Regions from separate parts of the Mus musculus genome. Here region 1 is linked to region 2. Evidence: chromatin contacts called from public HiCAR-type data. All regions are on one chromosome and are shown on one strand. Each heading gives the region's core, a stretch centred on a gene start, on an enhancer-like site or on the middle of the called end of the contact. The rest is flanking DNA. Distances are from core to core; before and after follow the strand shown.

Region 1 (7,348 bases), core at 2,183-4,682, 450 kb before region 2:
CTTACAGTACTTAAAGGAAAATTAGCATTTTCTCAAAAGGGTTCCAAATGCCCTTTGTGCTAAACTGGATTACAACCTTCAGCTATTACGATTCCCAGGTTTTTAGTAATTTAGCGCTCCTCGCCATCCTTCATCGACCTGCCTGTGCCTGGCTTAGTTAAGGTTTCAAGCTAATTCAGTCTTCCCCCAAAAGGGGGAGGGGGCTTCTTTTTTATTCATTTAATTGCATGTAAAATGTGCTCCCTAACCCTCGGAGGTTCTCCACTGCCAGTAAACGATACTTTGTCATTGGTGATGGGGATTAAGGGGATTTCAGTTTAAGTAGGGGACCGGGAGCCGTTTTGGGGGAGCTGAGGCATGGTTATTTTTGAATCTCCTCCTTTTGGATGTAAAATGTCAAATGAGAATTTGGGGAAAAGAATTTTGGCAGGATTCAGTACGAGGAAGCTCGGCGTTGCATTCTGGGTGTAACCTTGCCTAGGTGGACTAGTGTACCCCCACTTATTCACCCAGCTTTTTGGGTCCTTGTGTACAGTGGCAGTGAAAAAGTTTTCTATAGACTCCTTGCATGTTGAGGTAATTTCATCCACGGAATGACAGTTTTCACTGGAACCTGCTATGTGGCAGGCTCCAGCCTGGGACCTCGAAGGACCTCACCGTTAATTCTCACAACCTGAAGTAGTTTTGGTATTTCGCTCCCTTGAATAAAGGCTCCCGGGTGGCAAGGGTCGCCCAGTGGTTCCCCTCCCACTTGACTTTAGCCTTCTTGAATCCATGGGGTGTTTGTTGTTGGTTCTAGAGCAAGGGGGATGTACTCATTAGTAAGGGACAGCCTAGCCATGGTGCTTGAAGCTGCTTTGGTTTGGTGACACCCCCCCCCCCAGTCTGTCTGTGTAGTAACCATGACAGCTTTCTAACCTGTCCCAGCCTTGTCACGCTCTTGTCTTTGCCTCTGAAGCTGAGATTGGAGGAATGTGCCGCTAAATCCAGTGCCCATTTGATTTTTCAAATTGCCTTTTAGAAACTGTGGGTGATGAGACTTCCCAGCAAGCAACTCAAGAGCTAACGTCATTTGGGTTTCTTTCTTGGGGTTACGTGATTTTGAAAAAGAAAAAAAAAAAAAAGCCAAACCAAATAGGAGATGAATTTGGGAGGTTACCGTAATCACTCTAATCTCTACTTTTTTAACAAACACAGCTAACACACACAGGTTAAAGCCTTGGTTGGTGCAGGCTCTAGACAGCCTTGTTTCATCCCAGGGAGAGACCTCTGATCTCTCTTGGGGTTGGCAAGCTCGTTCAGTTGAGGCAAGTATCCCTTACTCTTATGTAAGGCATATTTTATATAAAGCGTCTTCTGACCCTCCTACCCTTAAAAACTTGAATTATTGATTGCGTGTGCTGCCACCCTGTGAGTGAGCATTCAGAGGACGGGAGGGCTGATCTATCTGGGGTCATTCATTCATTAGCTGTGGCCAGCGTCTTACCCTTTCAAAACCTTTTCCACAGGCCCCTGAAGTTTAATCCGTGATTGTTTTTTGATTTCTGCAATTCTTGATTAAGTAGAAACTTAATTTCAAGTCAAATTTGACCTCTCTATGTAGATTTTAAGGCTTGCTGTTTGAAACTGGTTTTAAAAATAAAGCTCCTACAGCTGGATCTGTAATATATAATCCCTTTTGTTTTTTGGTAAGGATTTATCCTGGAGGTAGGGCAGGGTCTAGGATACTGTGTGCTTTAGGTAAACTGTTCATTGTCTTTCTTTAATACAGGACCAGTAACAGATAAGCCCAAGGCACCAGGCTTTTATCAAGATACACAGATTTCAATTTTTTTTTTTTGTTTCTGTTTTTAGCTGTTTTGAGTGTCTTCTGCCTCCTGGCTGATTAGCTTTCTTCCTATACAATAGTAAGCGCATTTTCTATTCATCTGGGTGAGATTGAATCGAAAGACCCCTGCTGGCTTTACTGCATTCTTCCTACTTACTGGATAACTAGATGCTGAAGAGATAACATTCCTAAAATTCGGGGTGGGGGATGGAAGCCACGCTTGCTGGAGTTATCCCTGTGGACTTTGCCTTCCTTCCCTTCAGGTTAATTTAAGCATAGCCAGCAATTGTTCCTAACAGGGTCCTCTTTCTCCTTGGCAAATACTCCGTCCCATTATTTGCCGACGGTGGTATGGACGAGGTAGTTTTTTACTGCCTAAGCAAACATCGGCTACAGTTTTAAGTGGGATGCCTGGTGCAGCGGTCAGGCTGCAGGGGGAGAGGCTTCGGGGCTTGTGTATACAGTGAAGGCGGTTGGCATCCCGGTAGTAAATCACTCTGAGCTGGTGTATCCTTCGGGAGCAGAGATGCTTAACCTTTTTTGTGCCATAGCTCCCTTCTCAGCTGAGTGCTGAGCGGACGCAGGGTACCAGGGAAAGCAGGTACAGTGATGTATGAACAATGATCAGAAACGAAAAAATTCAGCCCTCTTGTCTTTCCCTTTGCAAGCTCTGGGAAATGACTAAGAGGGCCCTGGGCTGGCTATTGTTTCTGGCTGTTTCTCCCCTAAACAATGCAGCCTGAAAACTATTTACATAGTGTTTGCATTGCATGTGGGCATGCTAAATCCCGGAGATTAAAGTTTGGGAGTTGGAGATACTGCTCAGTGGGAGAGCTACACCCTTAGCTGGTGTGAGGGCTTGGGCTCTATACCCCATGTGGGGGTGGGGGGCAAACCAGAGGGTGTGCCAGACAGGATCCCTTAGAGTCTCCAACTTTGTCTGCTCTCCACCTCCTTTAAAATATCAGGGGAATATTATAGTAATGTTAATATTCTGTTAATAAAATGACAGGTTAGGGTGGCACGGTGTGGTTGGAGAACTCTTTGACTTTTATTTATTTAGTTTTTTTTTTTTTTCTTTTTTGAGGTAGGGATTCTCTATGTTATTCTGGCTGTCTGTGACATGCTATGGCTGTCTGTGGCATGCTGTGTTCTGGCCTTTTAAAGACAGACAGGGATGTGGTCCAGTTGGTAGAGTGCTGGCCCAGCGTGTATGAAGCAATATTTGCAGCCCTGCAGGAAACTTAAACTGGATCTGGTGTTGCTTGCATTTATTTGGAGCATTAGGGAGCTGGAAGCTGGAGATGAGCGGTACAAGGCCATCTGGATGCCCTGGTAGGAAGGTGGACAGACTTAACTAGGTAGGCATCAGGTAAAACTGGGCATTGGTAGTTTCCAGAGTGGGCGAGAAGGAAGGGCGGAGGGATGGAGAGGCTGACGTCACTGGAAGCACTTCTGATCCAGTTGGTACCGGTTTAGAGGGATCTTGAGGGTCCCGGAAACAGAGGCAAGCTAGTCTCTGGATTCGAGGCCAGCCTGGTATACCGGGTGATTTACATACAGGGTAGCCAGGGCTACACAGAAATCCTGTCTCAATCAAACAGAAAAGGACCTTCCCAAAGTACCCACCCCGCTTTCTATCCCACTTCCCTATAGACATTCATGTCTGACACACCCATACCCTGCCCAGCCTGCTTCCTGCCTTTCAAAAATTCCTTTCTTTCCGAAGAATTGAGGCAAAGCCTGAAGTGCTGTTGGGATATTACAATCCTGGTTGAGGCATATGCTCAACAAGCTTGAGGCTGCCTTGTGAGATCCGGGCCAGCGTGGCCTGCGGGACCCTGGTTCAGACATCAGTAAAGACTCTTGTGTGGTTCTTTTAGAGAAAACAAAGTTATTTTGGGGTGGTTTACTGTTTTGTTTTATTTACGTGGAAACTTGGTAGATCAAGAGCTGTTGGTGATTGTTAATTAATGTGGGAATTGTGTGCAGCCAGTTGCTGAGGTAGACGAGTTGGTTTTTTTTTTTTGGTTTTTAGAGACAGGGTTTCTCTGTGTAGCTCTGGCCGTCCTGGAGCTCACTTTGTAGACCAGGCTGGCCTCGAACTCAGAAATCCGCCTGCCTCTGCCTCCCGAGTGCTGGGATTACAGGCGTGTGCCACCACGCCCAGCCTAATTTTTTTTCCATTTTTTATTAGGTATTTAGCTCATTTACATTTCCAATGCTATACCAAAAGTCCCCCATACCCACCCACCCCAATTTTTTTTAAAGATTCGTTTATTTATTATATGTAAGTACACCGTAGCTGTCTTCAGACACTCCAGAAGAGGGAGTCAGATCTTGTTACGGATGGTTGTGAGCCACCATGTGGTTGCTGGGATCCCTGAGCCAGCCCTGTTTGTTTTATTTTTAAAAGAGAAAGGGGCTGGTGAGATGGCTCAGTGGGTAAGAGTACCCGACTGCTCTTCCAAAGGTCTGGGGTTCAAATCCCAGCAACCACATGGTGGCTCACAACCATCCATAACGAGATCTGATGCCTTCTTCTGTTGTGTCTGAAGACAGCTACAGTGTACTTACATATAATAAGTAAATAAATCTTAAAAAAAAAAAGAGAGATAAAGGGTTTCTCTTAGTATAGCCCCAGCTGTCCTGGAACTCTCTGTAGACCAGGCTGGCCTTGAACTCAGAGATCCACCTGCCTCTGCTTCCTGAATGCTGGGATTAAAGGAAGTGCGTGCCACCTCGCCCGTCTTATTTGTATATTTTCTTGTTATGTTCATGCCTGGTTAATGTTTGAGATGTGGAATCTCCTTGAACTAGAGTTTCAGTTAAGAGCAAACATGTAGGTGCTAGGAATCGAACCCCGGTCCTCTGGAAGGACAGCAAGTGAGGAGCCGTGGTACCTGACCCATGCCTGCTGTGTTCGGGAGGGTCCTGAACGTTGCAGTATTTGGACAGGATCAGACTCTCCATGTCAAGGTAGCCCAGGCTGGCCTAGAAGTTAAGAACCTCTAGGACTGTCATTACAGGTAGTCGGCTTACATCCTAATTTTAAATTTTTTATCGTGGGTCTCCTGTATCTGAGGACACCTCATATGTCACCAAGGATGGTCTGGAACTTCTTATCCTCTGCCTGGCTGGGTGCTATTATTCCAGGAGTGTACAATCACAAGACTTCACTCTGTGTCGAGGATGGAATACAGGTGTATGCTTCGCGCTGCCCAACTCCCAGCTCTCCGTTGTTGTTGTGAGAGAGAGAAGACGGGCAAGCAGTGTCTTCTACTGGCTTTAATGTGTTTCTTGTTTCATGGTTTCCTATCCAGCAGGATTCCCCTCCCCCATCCCCTAGACTTACTGTTGAGAAAGAAAAGGGCATTGTGTTCATAGGACATGTGTGTGTACTAGGGAAAGACCTAGCTCGGGTCCCAGCATCCCCTCACCCCCCCTCAGTGAAAGCTGCTGGGTGATCTACAAGGCTCCAGTTGGTCACTGTGGTGAGGGACTTGTCACAGCACGTCGACAGTTTTTTATTAGCTTTTGTGAATGAGGGTGTATATGGGTGTGTGTGTGTGTGTGTGTATATATATATATATGGATATGTGTGTATCATGTACATACACAGGTACCAACAGGACACTAGATTCCCTGGAACTGGAATTATACATGCCTCTGTGTGGGTGCTGGGAGTTGAACCTGGGTCCTGTGCAAGAGCAGCCACTACTCCCATTCAGTGAACCATCTCGAGCCCCCGATAAACTTTTTTTTTTTTTTTTTTTTGGTTTTTCGAGACAGGGTTTCTCTGTGTAGTCCTGGCTGTCCTAGAACTCACTCTGTAGACCAGGCTGGCCTTGAACTCAGAAATCCACCTGCCTCTGCCTCCCAAGTGCTGGGATTAAAGGCGTGCGCCACCACGCCCGGCAAACTTTTGTTTTCTTAAAGATTTATTTTATTTATTATACGTGAGAACACTGTAGCTGTTTCCAGACACTCCAGAAGAGGGTGTCAGATCTTGTTATGGACGGTTGTAAGCCACCATGTGGTTGCTGGGATTTGAACTCAGGGCCTTCGGGAGAGCAGTCAGTGCTCCTAACTACTGAGCCATCTCTCCAGCCCCCTGATAAACTTTAAAAAGACTAATTTATTTATTTATTTGAGTACACTGTAGCTGTCTATAGACACACCAGAAGAGGGCATCGGATCCCATGACAGATGGTTGTGAGCCCCTGCATGGTGGCTAGGAATTAAACTCAGGATCTCTGGAAGAGCCATCTCGCCAGATGATGAACATTTTTTTTTGTTGTTTTTTGTTTCTTTTCGAGGCACGGTTTCTCTGTGCAGCCCCGGCTATCTTGGAACTCACTTTGTAGACCAGGCTGGTCTCGAACTTAGAAATCTGCCTGCCTCTGCCTCCCAAGTGCTGGGATTAAAGATGAGTGCCACCACGCCCGGCTGCTGATAAACAGGTGCCTGCAGATGCTCTTCCTATCCCGTAGTCCAAAATCAGCAACAGTTGAGGGTTTTATTAAGGCTGCGCTAGGTTGAACTTGGTGGCCACATCGGTGGTGCGGTGAGGCTCGAGGTTGAATCCAGTCTTCCCTGTCACGCATGGATTCTGCACTTGGGAGGATGAGGCAGGGCAGTGAGTCCTTTTCGATCAGCCTGGCCGTGTGAGACTCAGAACACAACACTGAAACTCCCACAGGTTGTCCTGACGTCCATATATGGTATAGCATGAGCAAGCACATCCATATGGCCACAGACTTGGTGAATAATAAAGGGAGGAAGGACTCTTGAGTCCTGAGCTTCAGTTTGTCGAAGACATCGCGTTTGCACTGTCCCAATGTTGAGACGACCAAACAGAACAGCTCTAACTTGGATCCTCTTTGTTTAACATGGGACAGCAGTGAATGTTGTAGTTGTAGGGTGTCGGCCTCCCGGAATTGCTTATCTCTACTTTGCTCTCTCTATATTTATGTAAAAGCTTGTTTTTAGAGTTCGATGCCAGGCTCTCTCCTTGAGAGGGCGTGAAGTCTGTCTGCATCTTTGCCAGCCTTTGTCAGTAGCTTTTCTCATGGAGACGTAGCTGTAGAACGATCCTTGTCCTTAGATTTAACACCCAGTGTCCCGTGTTCTGTACTCCAAGTGATCGTGTAGGTGGTGCTGGGGACTTAACTCAGAACCGCCTGCAAGCTGGGCCAGCCCTCCACCAACTCTAGCTGCTAATGGCTGGAACTTGCTCATCTCTGGGGTTGGGTGAGGTTCTGATTTATTCTTTCCATTTCGCCTGTGTCGTGGTGGAGATCAGTGTGATTTGGCCCTGTCCATTAGTCTGTGCAAGCCAGCACCGAAGGAGACATAGGGATTGATGGGGTTAATTTAACAGCTATCTAGTGGGACGTAGTGCCACGTGGCTATCTATAATCCTAGCTCCTGGGAGGCTGGAGGTAGGATTGCTACAAAGTTCCTATGTAAAATAGCTGTGTATCTCCGTATTGCTGTAACAAACTACTACAAGTTGGC
Region 2 (6,772 bases), core at 3,289-5,788:
GGAGACACGTGGTACTGAGCTGAGTCACAGAATGAATGGACGGTGACCATGGGGACCCGCCGTACGCATCTGGACAAAGTCATCTCCTCAATAAAGCTGAGCGAAAGTAGATTGACAGCTGACGGGCTGGGCAGTCAGAACATGCAAAGCACAGGCCTGAGGTTAATTCCCAGAACCCACGTGGAAAAGCAGGATATGTGAAAGGCACCTGTCATCACAGTGAGGGGAAGTCAGGGGAGAGACAGGAGGTCGCTGGGGCTTGCTGACTGACAGCTAGCTCTGGGTTCAGTGAGACACCCTATGTCGGAGGACATGGTAGGAGTGACTGAGAGCAAGACACACAACAACCTCCTCTGCCTTCCACACACACACATGCATGAGCATGCACATCCTCACATGCTTGGCACATACACAACACACACACACACACCAGGTGCAGTGGCAGGGGTGGGGTAGATTCACCAAGTTCATGTGCCTAATGCTGTGCACACAGCTAGGGTAGACGCTAAGATCCTGTTTCTAATGAGGGGGTCTGCAGGTGTGGCTGGCAGCCAAGGACGCTGGGTGGGGTGGGTCTCCATTCCTCGGGTGAGTCTATGTAACCGGTAGGTCGGCCAGCTCAAAGCTTGAGTTCAATAAACACAGCCCTGAGTGTTTTGAAGAGACTTGGCATGACAAATGAGACCACAGAGAGGCCTCATTCCTGCCTGGGTGGCATCCGAGCCAGACCTTGGTTATCCATTTCCAAATGGCAACATTTCCAAACCAACTAGATTGATCTCCTGCAATGGGGTAAACAGAGCGAGGGCTGCGAAGTCTGCAAACGGGGAAATCGCTGCAGACTGGAGCTAGCCTTCCCTGCCCCACTGCTGGGCCCCACCAGCCTCTGGGCTAGTTACTTAACAAGAGATGATGGGAAGTGTTGAGTGGCCCCGGGTGACTATCCCCAGTGGTTTCCTGAGATTGCTAAGGAAGTCAGCTCAGAAGGCATGCAGAAAAGAAAGCCACTACCTCCCCACAACACCCCCTTCCCGTTTCCCAGGGTACTTGGGTGGGTGCTTCCAGTGCGAGCAATCCACCCTGCGGCTCCGTTGGTTCCTTGTGGGTGGCTCCTGGTGCGGGGAGGCAGATAAAGGCTCCCTGTGGACTCCCTCGCTGTTTTAATTTTCTCTTCCAGGTGAGATGCTTGAAGGAGAAAAGGCGTGAAAACAGAAAGGAATCCGGTCCATGGTCTCGGTTGGTACTGCTGCTCTGACAGCTTCATCTACCCTGGTCCTTTTAGAGAGGGAGGGCTATCGAAGACCTGGAACGGGCTCCAAAGGAGCCATGTGTCATCAGGCATGTTCCCTCTCCCAGCTGACTTGACCCCCAATCTTCAGACTCCTGTAGGAGAAAAGGCCTCTTCCTGGGGAGGGACTGAAGAAAGCCTCGTGAGCATCCATCCGTACAGAAGCCACTGCTGGACATGCATCCTGACAGCGAATCACAGTGGCCCTGGCAAACGGCGGCAAGGAACGTGAGCCCAACATCACTAGCAGCAGTCTGGGCTTGCTGACCTTTCACCTCTGAGTTGTGTTGCTTTTTTTTTTTTTTTAACAAAGCAAGAGATGACAGCCTCCGGGATGGCATCCACTCAGGTGAAGCCAGATCTCAGCTACACTAGCAAGTTTATTAAAGAGAGATGCAAGCTTCAGATTTAACATGGCTGCTCACAGAGAGATGCTTGCAATGAGGAAACTGACTCCCCCATACCATGGGTGTAGCTTCTCAGGACAACGTTGCCCTAGGTGTTAGTTGTTGGTTTGGTTTTCGAGACCAGGTTTCTCTGTGTCACCCTGGCTGTCCTGAACAACTATAGACACGGCTGGCCTTGAACTCAGAGGTCGTCTGCCTCTGCCTCCCAAGTCCTGGGATTAACGGCATATGTCACCATGCCAGGCAACCTTAGAATCTCAACAGTGGCTATATATAGGGTTGTATGTGAAATTACACTCCTCAAATGACGTGACTTATAACAAGGCTTAAAGATTAAGTTAACTTTTTAAATTAAGTACAAAATACAAGCTATTTCCCTTTTCTTTTCTTTCTTTCTTTCTTTTCTTTTTTTTTTTTTTTTTCGGTTTTTTGAGATAGGGTTTCTCTATTATAGCCCTGGAACTCACTCTGTAGACCAGGCTGGCCTCGAACTCAGAAATCCGCCTGCCTCTGCCTCCCAAGTGCTGGGATTAAAGGGGTGCGCCACCACTGCCCGGCTATTTTCCTTTTCTTGTAAACGTATTTTTTATTTTAAGTGTGTGGGTGTTTTGTCTGCATGTATGTCTATACACAACGTGTGTGCAGTGCTTATAGAGGCTAGAAGAAGACAACAGATCCCCTGAACTGGGATTACAGGTTGCGAACTGTCATGTGTGTTGGGAATTGAACCAAGGTCCTCTGGAACAGCAGCTAGTGCTCTTAACATCTGAGCCATCTCTCCAGCAGCACCCCCATCTACACACCCACGCACCCACACACTCTTGTGAAGACAAGGACTTGTGTAGCCCAGGCTGACCTTGAAGTCCTGACATAGCTCAAGATGACCTTAAGGCCACCTCGGCTTCCCAAGTGCTGGAATTATGGGTGTCCACACCCCACCCACCCACCCCCACCCCCGTTTATCAGCTGCCAGGGACGCCACCCAGGGTTTTGTGCATGTTAGGCAAACACTCTACCAACCGAGCTACATTCAGCCTGTGCTTTTCTTATTTTAAGGAACTTCTTGTAGGAAGTTTGTGGTTCAGGAACAGGGATGGTTGTCAATACTCTAGCTCTAAGCAAACACAGCTAGGCTCATGAAAACCGTCTTAAGAAAGCTCACAGCGTCTCTCCAAGAGGGTTTTGACTTTCTCAGCCTTGTAGAAATTTCTTCATTCTGGGCCAGAAGAAAATGCAAGCTACATCCGAGGGTGAGGTTCCCAGGGTGAGCGCCTTTCCCCTTCCAAGTCCCCTTCCCTTCCCCATCTTTCTATCCTTCCACAGCCCCCTGAGGCAGCCAGCAGCAGCCATGTGCAGGCTCCACCCTGAAGCCCAGAGACTCACCACCAGGATGCTCTGACTCCACCCCCACACCAGCTGCCTCTGAGGACAACAACCTGAGAGCTTTGCCCTCCAAACGTCTTCAGGGATTGGAGAACACAGATTAGAATCTTCTATTAAGAGCTTCACACTGACAAAGGGAAAGAAACCATCCAAAGTGCTACAAATGGAAAACGACCCTGTCAGCATTTTGGTATTTAATTCCACCATGACCAGAAAGTATCCCGATTTAACAAAACCGTGTTCAAATCACCAACAGTAATTGTGCAAGAAAGTATTTTAAACTACACTTATTTAATTCTTTTGTGTGTGGTTATATGCATGCTACCGCACTGCTGTGGGGGTCGGAGGGCAACCTGCAAGAATGCTTATCCACTGAGCCCTCTTGGTGACCGCATGCAATATATTTTGAATGCATAAATTTATAAACATTACGAGATATTAAGTAGCACAATGAATATAAAAACTGTAAGTAATAAATAAAATATGTTTACTATGAATTAAGATATATTTGTGTGTATATATATATATGTATATATGTGTGTGTATATATATGTATATGTGTGTGTGTGTATATATATATATGTATATACATATACATATACATATATATATGTATATATATATATATGTATATATATATATAGAAGAACAAATTTAAGCTGGGTGATGGTGGAGCACATGTTTAATCCCAGCACTTAGGAGACAGAGGCAAGCAGATCTCCATGAGTTCGAGGCCAGCCCGCTCTACACAGCAAGTTCTGGGACAACCAGGGCTACATAGAGAAACCCCGTCTTTAAAAAAGGAGGAGGAAGAGAAGGAGGAGGAAGAAGAAGGAGGAGGAGAAGAAGAGAAAGAGAAGGAGAAAAGAAAGAGAAAGAAAGAAAGAAAGAAAGAAAGAAAGAAAGGGAAAGGAAGAGAAAAAGAAACAAGGAACAAACACAAAACTAAATAAATCCTTCTTGAAAGATTTTTTTTTTTTTTTTTTTTTTTTTTTTTTTTTGGTTTTTCGAGACAGGGTTTCTCTGTGTAGCCCTGGCTGTCCGGGAACTCACCCTGTAGACCAAGCTGGCCTCGAACTCAGAAATCCACCTGCCTCTGCCTCCCGAATGCTGGGATTAAAGGCAAGCGCCACCACGCCCGGCAAGTTTCTACATTTTATTACGAACAAACCAACTAGCTCATATGAAATGGATAATAATATCCAATCAACTGAAACACAACCAAGTCTCCAGCAGTTATAAAACATTCAGCCCCATCAGGTAGGACTGATTACCACAATTCAACGTAAACCCTACGTCACGCCATGGTGCGAACCCTTCCAGACCAGCTTTGTTCTCCGGCGGGGTCTCAGAGTCACTGTACCTGAAACCTTGTGACCTTTTTTTCCTCTGGATCCTTTCCGGGAATAGATAGACAGTTCTGCTCTGGCTCAACTTCCGGCCAGAAACCACGTGATTTCGAAAGTCTCGTGAGAAGACAGGCAAGAGGTGGGTGGAGTCAGGGGTACGGAGGCGCACATTGGCCTAGGACAGATTTAAATTCTTAAATAAGAAAAAACCAGCCGGGCAGTGGTGGCGCACGTCTTTAATCCTAGCACTGGGGAGTTTAGAGGCAGGTGGACTTCTGAGTTCGAGGCCAGCCTGGCCTACAGAGTGAGTTCCAGGACAGAAGTCTCGATGCCCCGATGTAGGGAATTCCAGGACAGGGAAGCTTGAGTGGGTGGGTTGGTGAACAGGGGAGGTGGGGAGGAGGAACATTTGAAATGTAAATGATGTAAATAAATGGTGTAAATAAATAATGTAATAAATAAAATATCTAATAAAAAAACTTTTAATAGATTTTTTTTTTGAGACAGGGTTTCTCTGTGTAGTCCTGGCTGTCCTGGAACTCGCTCTGTAGACCAGGCTGGCCTCAAACTCAGAAATCCGCCTGCCTCTGCCTCCCAAGTGCTGGGATTAAAGGCGTGCGCCACCACGACCGGCTGATTAATAGTTTTTCGTGGAGATGGGGTAAATAAACAATGCCTGAGGGGCCTTGACGACTAAGGATTTCAAGGTCTGAGGAAAGGGAGTTGTTTGTGACGGGTTTTTTTGTAGCACAGGCTGACCTCGAATTCACTATATAGGCAAGGATAACCCTAAACTGTTCTTTGACTTGGAGTTTTGTTTGTTTAAGTAGCAAGAAGTTTTCTTTAAAGAGACACTGTAAGGTGGGGCTGTGTGTGTGTGTGTTTTGGGGGTGCTCCTGATTCTCCTGCCTGCATGTCCTCGGCCCTGAGATCCCAGGTGTGCACAGGATCAGTTTATCCAGCGCTGCGGATGGAAGCCAGGGCATCCTGTAAGCCCAATGAGCACTTTACATTCCGAGCCACGTCCCCAGTCCCAAAATAATACTTGGTTCTCAGAGAAAAGTGTGCGTTAATGGGGAGGCAAGTGCGAGCAAAGAAAAACAACATGTATATAAATATACACGTACACTCTTATATAAAGCTGTGACAGAACCCAGATTTTTGCATGTCAACTTAGAGAAGTTAATTGATTTTTAAAAGTTGTACTAATTATGCCATAGATGAGTTCCAAGTATCTTCTGGTGCAATTTTTTTCAACTCTTAAAACAAAACAAAACAAAACAAAAAACGATGGGCCATGGCCAGGTGTGGTGGGGCATATCTTTGGTCCCAACACTCAGGGAGGAGTAGCAGACAGATCTCTGTGAGTTCTAGCCTAGCCTGATCTACATAGCAAGTTCCTCCACAGCCAGAGCTACAGAGTAAGGCCCTGCCTCATACAAAACATAGCAGCAACTGTGGACCATTTGAGAGAGTTCATCAGAGAGAGAGAGAGAGAGAGAGAGAGAGAGAGAGAGAGAGAGAGAGAGAGAAGCTGGCCTCCAAGCCTGATAACCTGAATTCAGTCCCAAGGATCCATGCAGTAGGAGAGAACGGACTCCCAGTTCACACTGGACAGCAAATACTGCCTTTGCCGGGGTGTGTGGGGTGTGTGTCCTTAATCTCAGCACTGAGAAGGCAGAGGCTGGTGGATCTCTGAGGATAACATAGTCAACATCGAGAGACCCTGTCTTAAAAGAGACAACCAGAACAAACACATACCCATGCCCCGACACACCCCTTTACCCACACACCCCACACACCCACAACCTCAATACTTTCTCAAAGAGAGCCCCAGGTAGGTTCCCAGTGCCTACATCAGTCAGCGCTAGAATTCTGTCACTCTGCTACTGATTTCTCGACAAGATACCTCTGTTGATCTCCCCCCCTTCGCCCCACCCCTGCCTCAGCCAGAGCCACTCACAGAGACCTTTTACTGGGCCCATGAGTGAAGCACAAGCTTTGTGTGAACACACACAACACCCCCTCCCTTCTCCTTAAGACGATGAAGGTGAGAAAGGTGTTTTCCAAACAAGTGATCTTTTGTTCAGTTTGAATTTGTACGCAATTTGAAGCAATCTCCGGGTACCTCAAGATGGAAATGACTCAGCTCTCAGACTCTGGAAGATGCTAAAATAACAGTACGATATTTTTTTAAAGGAAAAAAAAACAGTATTTTGGTGCTTAAAAATAGCACGGTATACCAGAATACCAAAAAGAGGAAATTTTACTGCAATCATTAGCCCAGTTGCTAGGAGACTGAAGCACAGACCTGAAGCTAGGGCACAGGTAGGAAAGGGGAATTC

The links. HiCAR-type assays count read pairs that join an accessible place to other places.
Region 1: a contact with region 2 is called in a HiCAR-type map of embryonic stem cells, with 5 times the contacts expected there. The contact joins two enhancer-like sites. A contact is called at or near these places in 1 of 115 datasets of contacts at active chromatin or transcription factors (embryonic stem cells) and 1 of 9 other capture datasets (adipose tissue).

What each region holds. Positions count from the first base shown.
Region 1 is chr2:168,757,390-168,764,737 of GRCm38.p6, reverse strand. The region is part of intron 1 of Sall4 (spalt like transcription factor 4); the gene reads left to right. Among named protein-coding and RNA genes, the nearest start is that of Gm14261, 5.1 kb to the left of the region's middle. Within about 2 kb of position 3,432, at least 29 of the 459 cell types and tissues checked have an H3K27ac peak or open chromatin away from gene starts, as enhancers often do. A contact at or near this core is called in embryonic stem cells, where this site is marked.
Region 2 is chr2:168,309,022-168,315,793 of GRCm38.p6, reverse strand. No RefSeq gene overlaps it. Among named protein-coding and RNA genes, the nearest start is that of Gm33262, 8.6 kb to the left of the region's middle. Within about 2 kb of position 4,538, at least 18 of the 459 cell types and tissues checked have an H3K27ac peak or open chromatin away from gene starts, as enhancers often do. A contact at or near this core is called in embryonic stem cells, where this site is marked.